Regions from separate parts of the Zea mays genome. Here region 2 is linked to region 1. A link is a contact called in public Hi-C data. All regions are on one chromosome and are shown on one strand. The core of a region is the stretch at or near the end of the contact, and the rest is flanking DNA. Distances in the headings are between cores, read along the strand shown. Region 1 holds the start of LOC100383017 (PRP38 family protein). Region 2 holds the start of LOC103630076.

Region 1 (6,034 bases), core at 2,466-4,965:
GAGAGATCGGGGCCTAATTCTTCTTCATTCCTTTCCTCCTCAAGGAGGTACAACCCATCTTTATATAGATAGAAAGACTTGGCTCCCAAGTAACAAAGGGGGTGTTTAAATGCACTAGAGCTAATAGTTAGTGGCTAAAATAAGCTGGAGACATCCAAACACCCTAGCTAATAGTTCAACTATTAGCTATTTTTAGTAAATTAGTTAATAGTTAGCTAGCTATTTGTTAGCTAACTAATTCCACTAGCAATTTTTTAGCCAACTAACTATTAGCTCTAGTGCATTCAAACCCCCCCTAACTCAATCTTATCTAATCTAATCCCAAGTAACTAAATCAATCTTATATAATCTAATCTTTATCCACTAATCCTAACCCTGAGCCTATCTCTATGGGCCTCCATGCCCTGGCTGCCGCCCCATGACGGTGGCAAGCAGGAACGAGAGGAGGATGACAGTGACTTTGCTTCATGAACTAGACAAGCTCAAACGTGCCAACCTACTCGACAAAATGCTTGACCCAGACATCAGCCATTCAGTTCACATACACGCAAACCATATTGCATGTACATGTAGTTAACTAATTTTTAGGGGAATTAAAGGGAGTTGTTGGAGTATGAACTGTTTTTAGGTACTAAGACTTTTAGTAAAGTCCCAATCCATATGTATTGGGAGATATATATTTTTAGAAGCGGTTGGAAATGCTCTAAGGTGCACAAAATGAACCTGTGACTTGAAAATGTTCACATGCATTAGAACAAAAATATAATAACATATCTGAATTCACCATGATATAGACAAGTAATCTATTGTGACTTGGGTGGTGTAGGTCGTAGCTATGGTGAGTTGGAGGTCGGGGGCCAGAACCACGACGGCTTGGACGCCGTCGTCCCCAGGATTAGAATTGATGGCAGGGATGGACGCGTGAACAGTGCTCGCCGATGAACAGTAGCTATGGGGAAAGCACATGCAAGATAGTTGCCTGCTTACTTCATTCCTTAGCCAAAGGCTGCAATATATATGGCTGAGATAGCAGCCAACAACAGACAAACTCTATCCAAAGACTAAAAACTCGATCATAGCAACAAACTCTATCTGAGACTAACAACCCGATCTTAACAAACTCTATCCGAGACTAACAACCTGAACAAACTCTATCCGAGACTAACAACCTAAACAAACTCTTGTGTTGCGACGGCAGTATGGGATGCCGGTCATAACATAATCATAATCCGGTATGGGATGCCAGCGCTATTTGTCACCCTAGGTGAAGCTTCACCCACTCAGTAATTATTATTTAAGGTTATTCAGTAATTATTGATTATTACTGGCTGGGTGAAGCTTCACCTAAGGTGACATGTGTGTGTATAATGTGTGTGTGTGTGTATATATATTCTGTAGTTGGTTATTGCGATAACAGCTATACTAATTTACAAGATATTGTAACTCCCTCCTAAGTGATTTACTATAACATTATGGTAAATGTCATCATGAGTTATAGCAATGTATGTATCATAAATATGTATCACTTTATCGTTAATTTAGTGCAAACATTATCATAAATCAAGGTGGCCAGCAGAAAACCAAAAACTCTAGGAAGCAAATGAAAATGTGGGCACAGAAATTGATTGTAAAAACAGTGTGCTTATTTCCATTCTGAATGCAGAAGTTAAGAAACAGACCTGTCCAAGTATAAGATCACGCACATAAACACCCATGGTTGTCTTGCGGCCATTAGATCCGGGGGAGAACTCCTGCGTTAAATAAATGCAAATGATTCAGCTCTGGTTCATACTCAACAGTTCTAAAAAAGTGGGAAAAGTACCATGTACCTCATCATCCCTCAAATAGGGCTCATACCACATCCAAAGAACCTTTGGGTCTGCAACATACCGAAGATACAAGAAACCAATCTGCACCAAATAGCGCAAAACAGTCATTCGACACAAAATATTTTAGTATTTAACAGGCTTAGTAAAGACAAAAAAAACAAAATGCTCACAACTCCAAAGCACAGACTGGTACACTATGAACTTCTTGCAAACTTTGTCATCCCCGTGTCCTAGGACCAAGAAATTCAGCCACAAGTCCATCCAAAGAAACAAGTTGTCGGACCGTTAGTGGCTATAACCAAAATGTAAGCACAAAATTATGTACAAGTGATTCGCAAGGAATGTAAGATTTTTCATTGCAAAAAATACTTCCGAAATAAGTTTTATAATCATCCCAATAAACATATAGATTCATACACTAACCTCATGCCTAATGAATAGATACAGGGCCATGAAGCAAGACATTCAGCATCAGCAAACAGAAGGGCAGGAAACAGAAACTTACAGCTCTAATGTGTGGGGAGTCAGGATGCTTCAACAAACCGTGCATCTGTTTGACAGTAAGCTTCATGGTAAAGAACTTGTATAGAAGACAGAATGCAGTGGAGGGGCCTCTGCAATTGCCAGTCATCCAAGGCTCCACATGTTTGACAGTGTTGTAGATCTCATCGATGACCTCATGATAGGTTTTCAACCTATAGAGCTCCTTAAAGTAATCAGAAGACAGAATGTTCATGCTAAGAACCTTCTCCATCAGCACATCAATGGGCTTCCCTGAAGTTTGTATCTCCATTTTCCAGAAAAAAAATCAATCTCAATCACAAAGATCAATATGGGATATCCTCCTATTCCAAAGTTTATGTAACCTGCACACAGTAAAGTCAGGGAATAAGAAAGGTACAGCAAAACCAAGGAGTGAACGAATGAATTTCTGCTAAACAATAGGGTGAGCATATAGCCATATACAGATGACAGATCATTTGTTTCTATACAAGCAATCTATCTAGTGAAAAATGGTCCCTTTCCTTGGCCTATGGCTGAAACCACCACATTGCCCCCAACATGCCAATTTAAACTTGCATCGCTTTCCACTGTGCTCATACTAGTGAAGAATAATTAACGACACCATATTTACATTCACATCAAAATTCAACTCACAGTTAAAAATATAGCATTATTTTCATTAGATCCTAACTCATATTTACCTCATGGTACATATCCAAATGATTGAATTATCAATTATACAAGGCCTATATAGTAACCTGCGTAACCCATTTGAGCATGAGTAGCCTACAAGAATTCATGAAGTACTAAGATCTTCCACCAATATAATGGTTATGCATATATGTAACCCTGACCCAAGTAAACCAGACGAATTCTTCACCGTTTACTATGGTAGGGATGCTGCTGCAGATGTTTGCCATTCGCATAGCCCTAACCCAATTAAACACCTCTTACGATTCTATCTAGCACAACAAAAAACAAGTCCGTAGCAAACCAATTCCATCAGAAACGGCCCGAGGTCGTAGCGGATTCAACGCGCGCAAAATCTCTAGGAATAAACCGCTACCATCGCCTACCAATCGAATCGATACGGAAAACAAAATAAGGAGCAAACCGGGCGAGTGAAATCCACCAGGAGGCTCCTCACGGTTCGATAGAAGAGCACGTAAAACGGGACTAGATCCTACAACAACCCATGCAAAAGCAAGCTAGGGTTTCCTTATTACCAGCAAAAGAGGGAACTCGTTCCGGGTCCGGATTGATCTTCACGCCACGCCGCCGGCCGGACCGGCTGAGAGGAGGAGCAGGGCGACAACGAGGGTGACGGCTAGAAGACTCCGTCGAGGTCGGTGGTTTGCTTGGCTTCGGCGGAGGAGGCGTGCGCGTTCGGGGCGGCGGCCGCGGGGGCAGGGAAAAAGATAAGTATTGTTCCGTTAAGGGCCGCGATGCGAGGCGGCCGTGCCTGTATTTTATATATTTTTCAGTTCAGTTTGCTCCTCTCGGATTTGTTTGGGAGAGCTTTATTCTTTCATTCAAACCAGATTTAGCTTTACTGTAGTTTATAATATTAATTTAATTAATTTTAAAAATATGTTTAATCTAAATAATAAATAAAATAATTTATCTAAATGTTTTCTAAATACTTATATCTCTAGCTTAAAGATTTTTTGAAGCTCCTCAAAGATTGTTTCACAACAACTGTTTTTATATCATCTCGTAAAGTTGCATGAAAATTACTTACCACGCCACTAGTTACATAACTCATGACAGCCACTAATCAATTGTATTGTAGAAGTTGAAGTCTATGTGCAAGTCAAACACTTCTCGAGCCTATTTTAACAATTTGTTGGAGTTGTTTTATGGAGAAGCTAGAAAATCGAAGATGAAATTATTTAAGTGAAACCCTCCCAAAGCATCTCCAACAATATCTTAAACTGGTGACTCAAATTTAAATATGAGGCTCTATAAGGAAAACTACTCTAACAGTGTATCATTTCATAAAATTTAGTCAAAAATTTATAGGGCACTCTCTTAAGTGCCTTAAATATACTACACTGTAGCGCGCTTCCTTATAATCTAGATTTGAGACTTTACTGATAGAGTGGAATGTTTTTTTTGCCCTAAATTCTATAAAATATATAATCATTTTTAAATTATAGGGCATTTTTATAAGTCACGTTGTTGGAGATGCTCTAATAGGAGAGAGAAGTGAAGCAAGCGAGTTGGATCATTTTTTTTCACAATTTTCATTTGATTTGATGATAATCTCTATATCTTTACTATTATATTGTCTCCAACGGTGTGCCCTAAATTCCATCCTCTAAAGAAATATTTCATATCATTTACAACACTCTCTAAAAGACTCTATTCTCTATATTGTTTCCATCTCCAACAACGTTCTCTAAATTTTATCCTCTATATCTGCAATGTTAACAAAATCCATAAAGTACCATATTTATTTACTCTTTTGCATATAATTTGAACATGACGTAATTAACTAGGACAAATTCTTGAATGTATATTAATTAGGAAATCAATTATCTAGGATTATTGTGTATATATTAATTCATGTAAAATGTCATTCATGTGTACTTAGATTAATTTATGCTGATCATTTTTCACCATGATCCACGGGTTCCACAACCATCACGTGCACGAAAGGTAAAGTAGAGAGAGGAAAATGCGGGACTACTCACGAGGCTGGTGTTGGAACTTGCTCTCTTGGGCAAGTTGATCCAACGGGAGAGTAAAAGCAACGTAAACAAGGTTTCAATTCGAGATGGCAATAGCTCTGTTAATCTAGCCTCTCAAGGGTACTGTGCGGGGGTATTTATAGGTACCTGAGTGCCCAGCATCCTGAGTTAAGGACGCATGTGCCCTCAGGCGCCTAGGTTATCCCCGGAATATTCTCATAAAGCAGGGTTACAGACTGTAATTACATGGAAACCTTTACAAATTAGGCCCGTAATGCGCAGCGGCCACGCAGGGCCTGTTACAATGGGCCGGATCACACGTGGGCCTCCATGTTGGACGAGGTCACGGGATGGGATGACCTCGTCATAGGCCTTCGTCCAGCGACGAGTGGGACGAAGGGTAAAGTCTGCCAGTCGTCTTGTCTCCGTTGGTGCAGCGAGGCTGGCGAAGGCATCGAGCGAAGGGTGGCGTCTTCGCCTTCGCCCCAACATTTGCCCTCTGAGGGACCAGTTCGACTAAGTCATCTGGTGTCGAAGGCGTCGCTAGATGGTGGAGACGCTGCCCTTGCTCGAAGTGGTTCCACGGGGTTTTTGACATGACCGTTGATTGACGCCGCACTGTTGGATTGCGGGCTTACCGAAGCGTCGCGCCCTGTGTATATAAAGGGGGCGGGGCGGCGCAGATTGAAATTTACCTTTCTGCGCGCCGCGAAAACCCTAGCCTCCCTTCCAAACTGCTCGCCTGCTCGTCTGCCCTCCTTGCTCCTGTTCATCGGAGAACTGGCCCGCGTGAAGCAGACCGCGCGCCGCCGTCGACGGTACGTAGCTATGACGTCTTCCTCCTCGTCTGTTGCGACCACGCCGACGGCCGAGGCGTCTTCCGAAGATCTCTCGGGCACTGTGGCGGCAGCGGAATTATGACCGGGTGATACGGTGGAATTCGGTGTTTCGCGGATGTCGTTGGTCCGCGTGCAAGATATGCAACGGTTAGGGTATATTGGCGGCGGG
Region 2 (6,034 bases), core at 2,246-4,745, 260 kb after region 1:
TCTTCAATTGAAGTCTTGAATGGTGCAACCCTGTTGCTATCTTATATTTTTCAGCTATGTTGTTGTAACCACGGGTAGTCATGATGCCATTCAGCCTATTACCGGCATTGATTTCTTGGATACATATTTCACAAAAAAAAACTCTAGTGTTCTCAAAAGTCCAAGCCGCTTTGTCATAAACTTCATTCTGATCAAAATTTAAAACATGTATGCAAACGAAGTTTAGAAATTTTAAACATGTACGCGGTTAAAGTCATGTAGAACAATAGGAAAAAAAGGAAAGGAATTTACATTATTTCCAATTAGTGGTTCAGCATGCGGTTCATCTTCGATGGGTTGCAAATCATCATCATGAATTATATTAGATCGTGGAGGCTTGTATGCGCTCCCACGTCCGCAACCACGAACAGACCCTTGCGAACCTTGTGCTGGCTGCTTTCCACGTCCGGAAATAACATCTACAAAATAATATCTTCTCAACACTGGAACAAACAAGTGGGGCTAACAAGAACAGGTAAACGTAACACGACACAACTTGTGAACATCCACAGTACACCTGCGACACGATCCGTAGCTTGGTCCTGTGTGGCGAGGTTCGCGGTGGCGAGGCCGCGCCCAGCACTCACCATGCCAACACTAGCGGCGACGAGCCCTCGCCCAGCCCTACGCTCGTCCTCGACGACCTCGGGTAGTTCTGGCGGCGGCCCCTGTCGTCGCTTGCGACGTCATGTCCCCCTAGCCGCACGCCAGTGGTGGTGTCGAGCCCTCCTGTGCCTACGAGTTTGACATCTGTAGCCAATGTCGGTGTTGAGGAAGTTGCTGCACTTTCTTCGTCTTCTAGGAACACATTAAAATCCAAGTCTCGCCGCAAGGTGCTCCTATACTTTAAGGCTGCCGCCAAATTTTTCTCGGCGTCGAGATTGTCCATGGGGGAGCCGGTCCTAGGTCCACACCGGTTTTAGTGGTAGGTAATAGAGATTCTGGACAAATCTAAGTGCATATCAGTTTCAATTTCTCTTCATATGCCTACTTGTGCAATTTCAGCATTTCATTTATGCTCTGATCTAGCAATTTTTCGTACATCACTGTGATCCCAAAAAGAAGTTAGTGAGTTACCTGTATATGGCACTGTCAAATGGTAAAACAGCCATATAACAAAGGATATGTTGATTTTTTAACTAAGATGCACGTCTTTGGAAAGTGTTGAAGTTTAGGAAATTTTATTCTAATTTCAGGTGCAAAGATGAATAACTAAGGTCTCAACAACAGAAAAGCAAAGCGATTTTTTATCTTTTCAAGTTTTTGGAAACATGAATTAGTTTAGGCTGAATTAAGAAAGCACACACAGACATAGATTTTCAGCAATCGTTCGAAGGAATTAGAAAGCACTAATGCTACATTTGTCGATGGTCGGGCAGTAATGAAGCTTTAAAACATGTTTGTCAAAAGGAGGGATGGGAGGTTTTTAAAAAATATATACCAATAGAGCATGGTTATGGTGGAGGATACATTGATTTGTTAACTAACGTGTACGTTGATTATTTACAACATGAATGAAGCATGATAAATATAAACATTATGAAACCGAACTAATCGTCCAATAATGCAGTGGCGCAGAATTGAATCACAAGCAAAGGAAAAATACATTTACCTCTTTGGATAAACACTGGATGTACGATTTTCTTGCATGTACTGGAATCCAAAAGAGATTGTTGGTACAAAGTATTAAAAATACAGTGTTATTCCCCTCGGAAACGCAATGTTATTCCGCTTGTTCTTTTGCTGCAAGCTACGTACCTGCCGATGCTCCTGCTGACGGTGTTGCCCTGCCCCTCGGGCTGCGACTCCGCGAGGACCTTCTTGACCACGGCCCTGGGCTTCTCGAACGGCGGTGTGGACTCTCAAGGAGCGGCGGCGGTGTGGACTCCTAGGAAGCGACGGCGGTGTGGTAAGATGGACTTTGAGATACCGACGGGTGAAAAAGAGAGCGCTAATTAACGTAATTTCAATTCACATAACTATGAGTAGTTGGTCTTTTATAAAAAATAACCACTGTATTTTTATAATAGTAAAGATCTACCCATTGTATTTTTATAGTCTACATAATCTTGCGTTGAGTGTTCTATTTCTCGTTAGTAGCTTCACTATGTTTGTTCATATCGTTTTTCACGGTACTAAGTGAGAAATAAATTAAAAATTAGATCAAGGCATGCGTTTCTGCATACAAGTATTACTTTATCTTTAGTTTCTATAATAAAATTTATTAGACTAATTTTATAGACTATTCTCTACTAAATGTCACCACTCAATGGAATTCAACGTATGACATGCTTAGTTGTGCTTTTGAAGCATTGGCCCAAGAGGATACTCAATATAAAAAGCCAACTATAGTCACTGTTTAGTTCACGTATTTATAATGTAATGAGTAACAAATAACGTTAAATCATGTTTGTTTAAGTCTAATCGTAATTAGATATCACACTAGTAACCGGTATCGGCATATTCAAACTTATTATCATCGGTATTCGAATGTGTATTGTTATCATTACCGTTTACGTTATATTTCGTGAACCAAACAACATCTTAGATGTGTTTCAGTTAGCGCTTATTTATGTGTGTGTGGGGGGTGGGGGCTGACGGGACTATACCCCTGTTTGTTTCGGTTTTTTGCAGCTTCTGGCCACCAAAAGTTGCTGCGGACTGACAAACACTCAGCTTTTCAGCCAACTTCTATAAAATTCGTTTGTGTAAAAACCATTCAAAATCAACATAAACATATAATCGGTTGAATCGTCGCAATAGTAGTAATCCGTCACTTTATAGATCCTGAGCCTCATGGACAACTTTATCTTTCTCCGCACGTAATACTACTGATACTCAGATTCTCTACACAGCTAGATTCTTCACACAGCTAGATTCTCGAAAAAGCTGGTCAGAAAAAAGCTGAACCAAACATCACATATATGTGTGGTTTACTTTGTATCTAGTCTTGCACTGTTGCTCCCCCTGTTGTGCTTTATGTGGAATTTGTTGCTACTAAATTCTGACGTACCAAATACTATTTTTAAGTTGTAATTCTACTAGAACCGATGTATCTAAATTGTACAACGGTGTAAAAGTTTCGAACAAAACTTTTTCTTCACTACTAGTACTAGGAATTAACCAGTCATTATCGATTTGTTCCCTTCTAGAAGACCTAATTTCAGACGTGTGGTCCGTGGCATTAACCGCTCCGGAGTGCATCACCGTCACGGCAGAAGAGACAGGGAGCACCGCACGAAGGCCGCGGCCCACAGCCTGGACCCACGCGCCAGTGACCTAATCCCACCCAGAAATAAGCAACCGTTTACGCACCGCGTTTAACGACGCGGACCACGTGTCCACGCGGTGGTCTTATCCATCCGTCCGTGTCCGTCTCCTCCCCCATCCGCTCCGGCTCCCTCCCTGCTATAAATACCGGACCGACCCTAGGCCTCCGACAGCAATCAGCAATAATCTCGCCGTCTCATCGCAAAACCCAGCGCCCCAAAGCGACCCCACCGAAGCGTCCCAGCCCGACCGGAATGGCGATGGCACCGTGCGCACCCGCCTCCGTCTCCTCCTTCCCCGCCCGCCCAGTGCGGGCCCCTTCCGCTGTCCGGCCGCGCGCCGCCGCGATCCGCGCCACTGCGGCGGCGGCGGAGGGTGGCAGGTGGTGGGCGCCGCTGCTGGGGTGGTCGGGGAAGGCCGACTACCTTGAGGCCCCGGCCCCGGTGCCGGCGGTGCTGCAGGATGACGACGCGGCCGCGGCGCGCAGGCAGTTCGTGGGGGGGCTGACGGAGGAGAAGGCCCGCCAGCTGCGGGCGCGGATGGCGCAGACGGAGTCCTTCCACGACGCCATGTACCACTCCGCCATCGCCTCACGCCTCGCCCGCTCCGCCTAAACCGGCCGGCCGGCCGGCCAGCTGGCCGCCGCCGTAGATCTAGAGCTCCGCCCGCTTTTGTGTATACTGGTTTCGCCTTCATTTTCGGGGATGTCTTTGTTTCCACTACCCCATTGTCGTCGTCGTCGTCGTGGAGCAGGAGGGGCAGGGATCTGCTGGTTTTATGAGGCGCCCTACCCCTCCCTCCCATTGTCCACCGCGGCGGCCGCTCCGGGATGTGCCCGATCTGCGCAGATCCGCGAAGCGTTGCTGCAACCTACTACTATGTACTAGTACTGTTACTCTTCAAAGTTCCCTCTCTTATTAGTTGTTGCTAAATTAATGCTCCAATGTCAGATGTGGTAGCGTGACAGATACTATTTGGTTTTCCCGAGTCAATCATCACATCGACATATCTATAATAATTCAACTAGTAATCGCAGACACCGACCTCCCATCATTAATTTAAGCCAACACGCTAACCAAAACTCGATCGATCCAGTGCACCATCGACGCCGCAGATCTGTCCAGCAAAAATGGAGCAAGTGGCCGGCCCGTGCAGAAACAGCAGATTATTTTAGCCAACATGACGTGCTTATTAAAGCCGAGGGAACATGGAATCTTTCACTATGAGTATTCGCTAACAACTGAAAAAATATCATTATCAGAGGGGGGCAACTTTTTCTTTTTGCAATATTCTTTTTTTTTTCTATAAACCGCAGGAGCAGCATCCTTCAAAGCTTAACATGTTTCAAGCAGCAGACAGTTGTTCAATCCGTACCAGCGATGAGAGATGTCAAAGACCATTCGTGAAGAATAACCAAGTCCAAACCAGTTCTTCACGGCTTGACGCGTAGCCAACTAAACATCGCTACCAGATCAGCTGTACAATGGACAAACCTCGCCGAATGCCAGCGATAGAGCTCAATGACGGTGATAACAAGAACCGAACAAATGCTGCAGTTGCATCACGCCCTAAGGATGTCTCCAGCAACGTTTCTCTGTATCCGTCTTTTACAGAGTCTCCTTTACAGTCTCCTTTAAAAGATTATATTCTCTATATCTCCTTCTTTCCAACAACGTCATCTAAATCACGTCATCTATACTCAAATATCTATATTAAAGACATTTTTTATTTTTATTTTTTACATACCTATTTATCATACTCTCAAATATATTGTATATATTTTAGTTTTACTAAACCGTTTATTTAAAATATTCAAATAGATAGATGACCGTTTAGAGAAACTCTAAATATAGAGAATCCAGCAGCGTTCTCTAAATTTAGAGGACCGTTTAGAGGACGCTGCTAGAGAGCGTAGAGAGTTATTTGATCCTCTATATTTAGGGTACAAAACCTCTAAAGACCTTGCTAGAGCTAGCCTAAGTTTGCAATCTATCTTTGTTTCATATTACGTCATATAATCATCACCCCGTTTCTTCGACTCAGTGCTAGGTTAGGAACTCCAATTTTACAAGGTATTTCTATTTTTTTTAGAAAAAACTAATTTCATTTTCACAAGGTATTTCTATTTTTTTCGAAGAACAAACTCTACAAAGCCACCAGGAAGCCAGCCGGCCCATCGTACTCGTTACCTAGTGGATGTCCTCATGTTTTCGCTTTTAAGACTCCCAACCTTAAATCAACATCAGTTCAATCAGCCGGATCACACTATAGTACTCCCCGGATCCAAAAATAATATTTATTTTAGCTCTTACTTTTTATGTCTATATTAAATAGACCATAATAAATCTAGACATAAAAAATACATAAATTATATAGATTCATTAATTATCTAAAAGAAATTTTAATTTGGGACGGAGAGAGTAATATACTATATCATGGATACAATCGAAATTACAAAATTAGCCAACACGAGCATGTAAGGAATCGTTTGGAAGCTAGAGGATTGAACGGGATTGAAGAGGCTAAAATCCTCGGATGATATTAACCCTTTCAATCCTCTCACAATCCTTCGGCTCTCCCAAACAAGCACTAAATGGAATACCATCGCTGAAAATATTTCTCAATCTGGAATTACTTTATTTGCTCAACCATTCCATCCTTTTGCCAAACATAATAGCAAGACCAAAGAAAACATATGGGTACATAGCACACTAGTTAGTCTGAA

Evidence for each region. A called contact is a pair of places that touch in the nucleus more often than the background predicts.
Region 2: a Hi-C map of ear shows a contact between it and region 1, with 1.4 times the contacts expected there. The contact joins the promoter of LOC103630076 here to the promoter of LOC100383017 in region 1. A contact is called at or near these places in 3 of 25 Hi-C or Micro-C datasets (ear, endosperm and leaf).

The regions. Positions count from the first base shown.
Region 1 is chr6:139,024,913-139,030,946 of Zm-B73-REFERENCE-NAM-5.0, forward strand. It overlaps LOC100383017 (PRP38 family protein), which reads right to left and starts at 3,716. Exons shown (of 5, transcript NM_001175696.1): 1 at 3,560-3,716; 2 at 2,335-2,695; 3 at 1,830-1,910; 4 at 1,680-1,751. The coding sequence starts at 2,622.
Region 2 is chr6:139,283,234-139,289,267 of Zm-B73-REFERENCE-NAM-5.0, forward strand. It overlaps LOC103630076, which reads left to right and starts at 3,496. Exons shown (of 1, transcript NM_001149262.2): 1 at 3,496-4,218. The coding sequence starts at 3,564. The coding sequence ends at 3,923. It overlaps LOC100276587, which reads right to left. Exons shown (of 4, transcript NM_001351688.1): 4 at 5,921-6,034.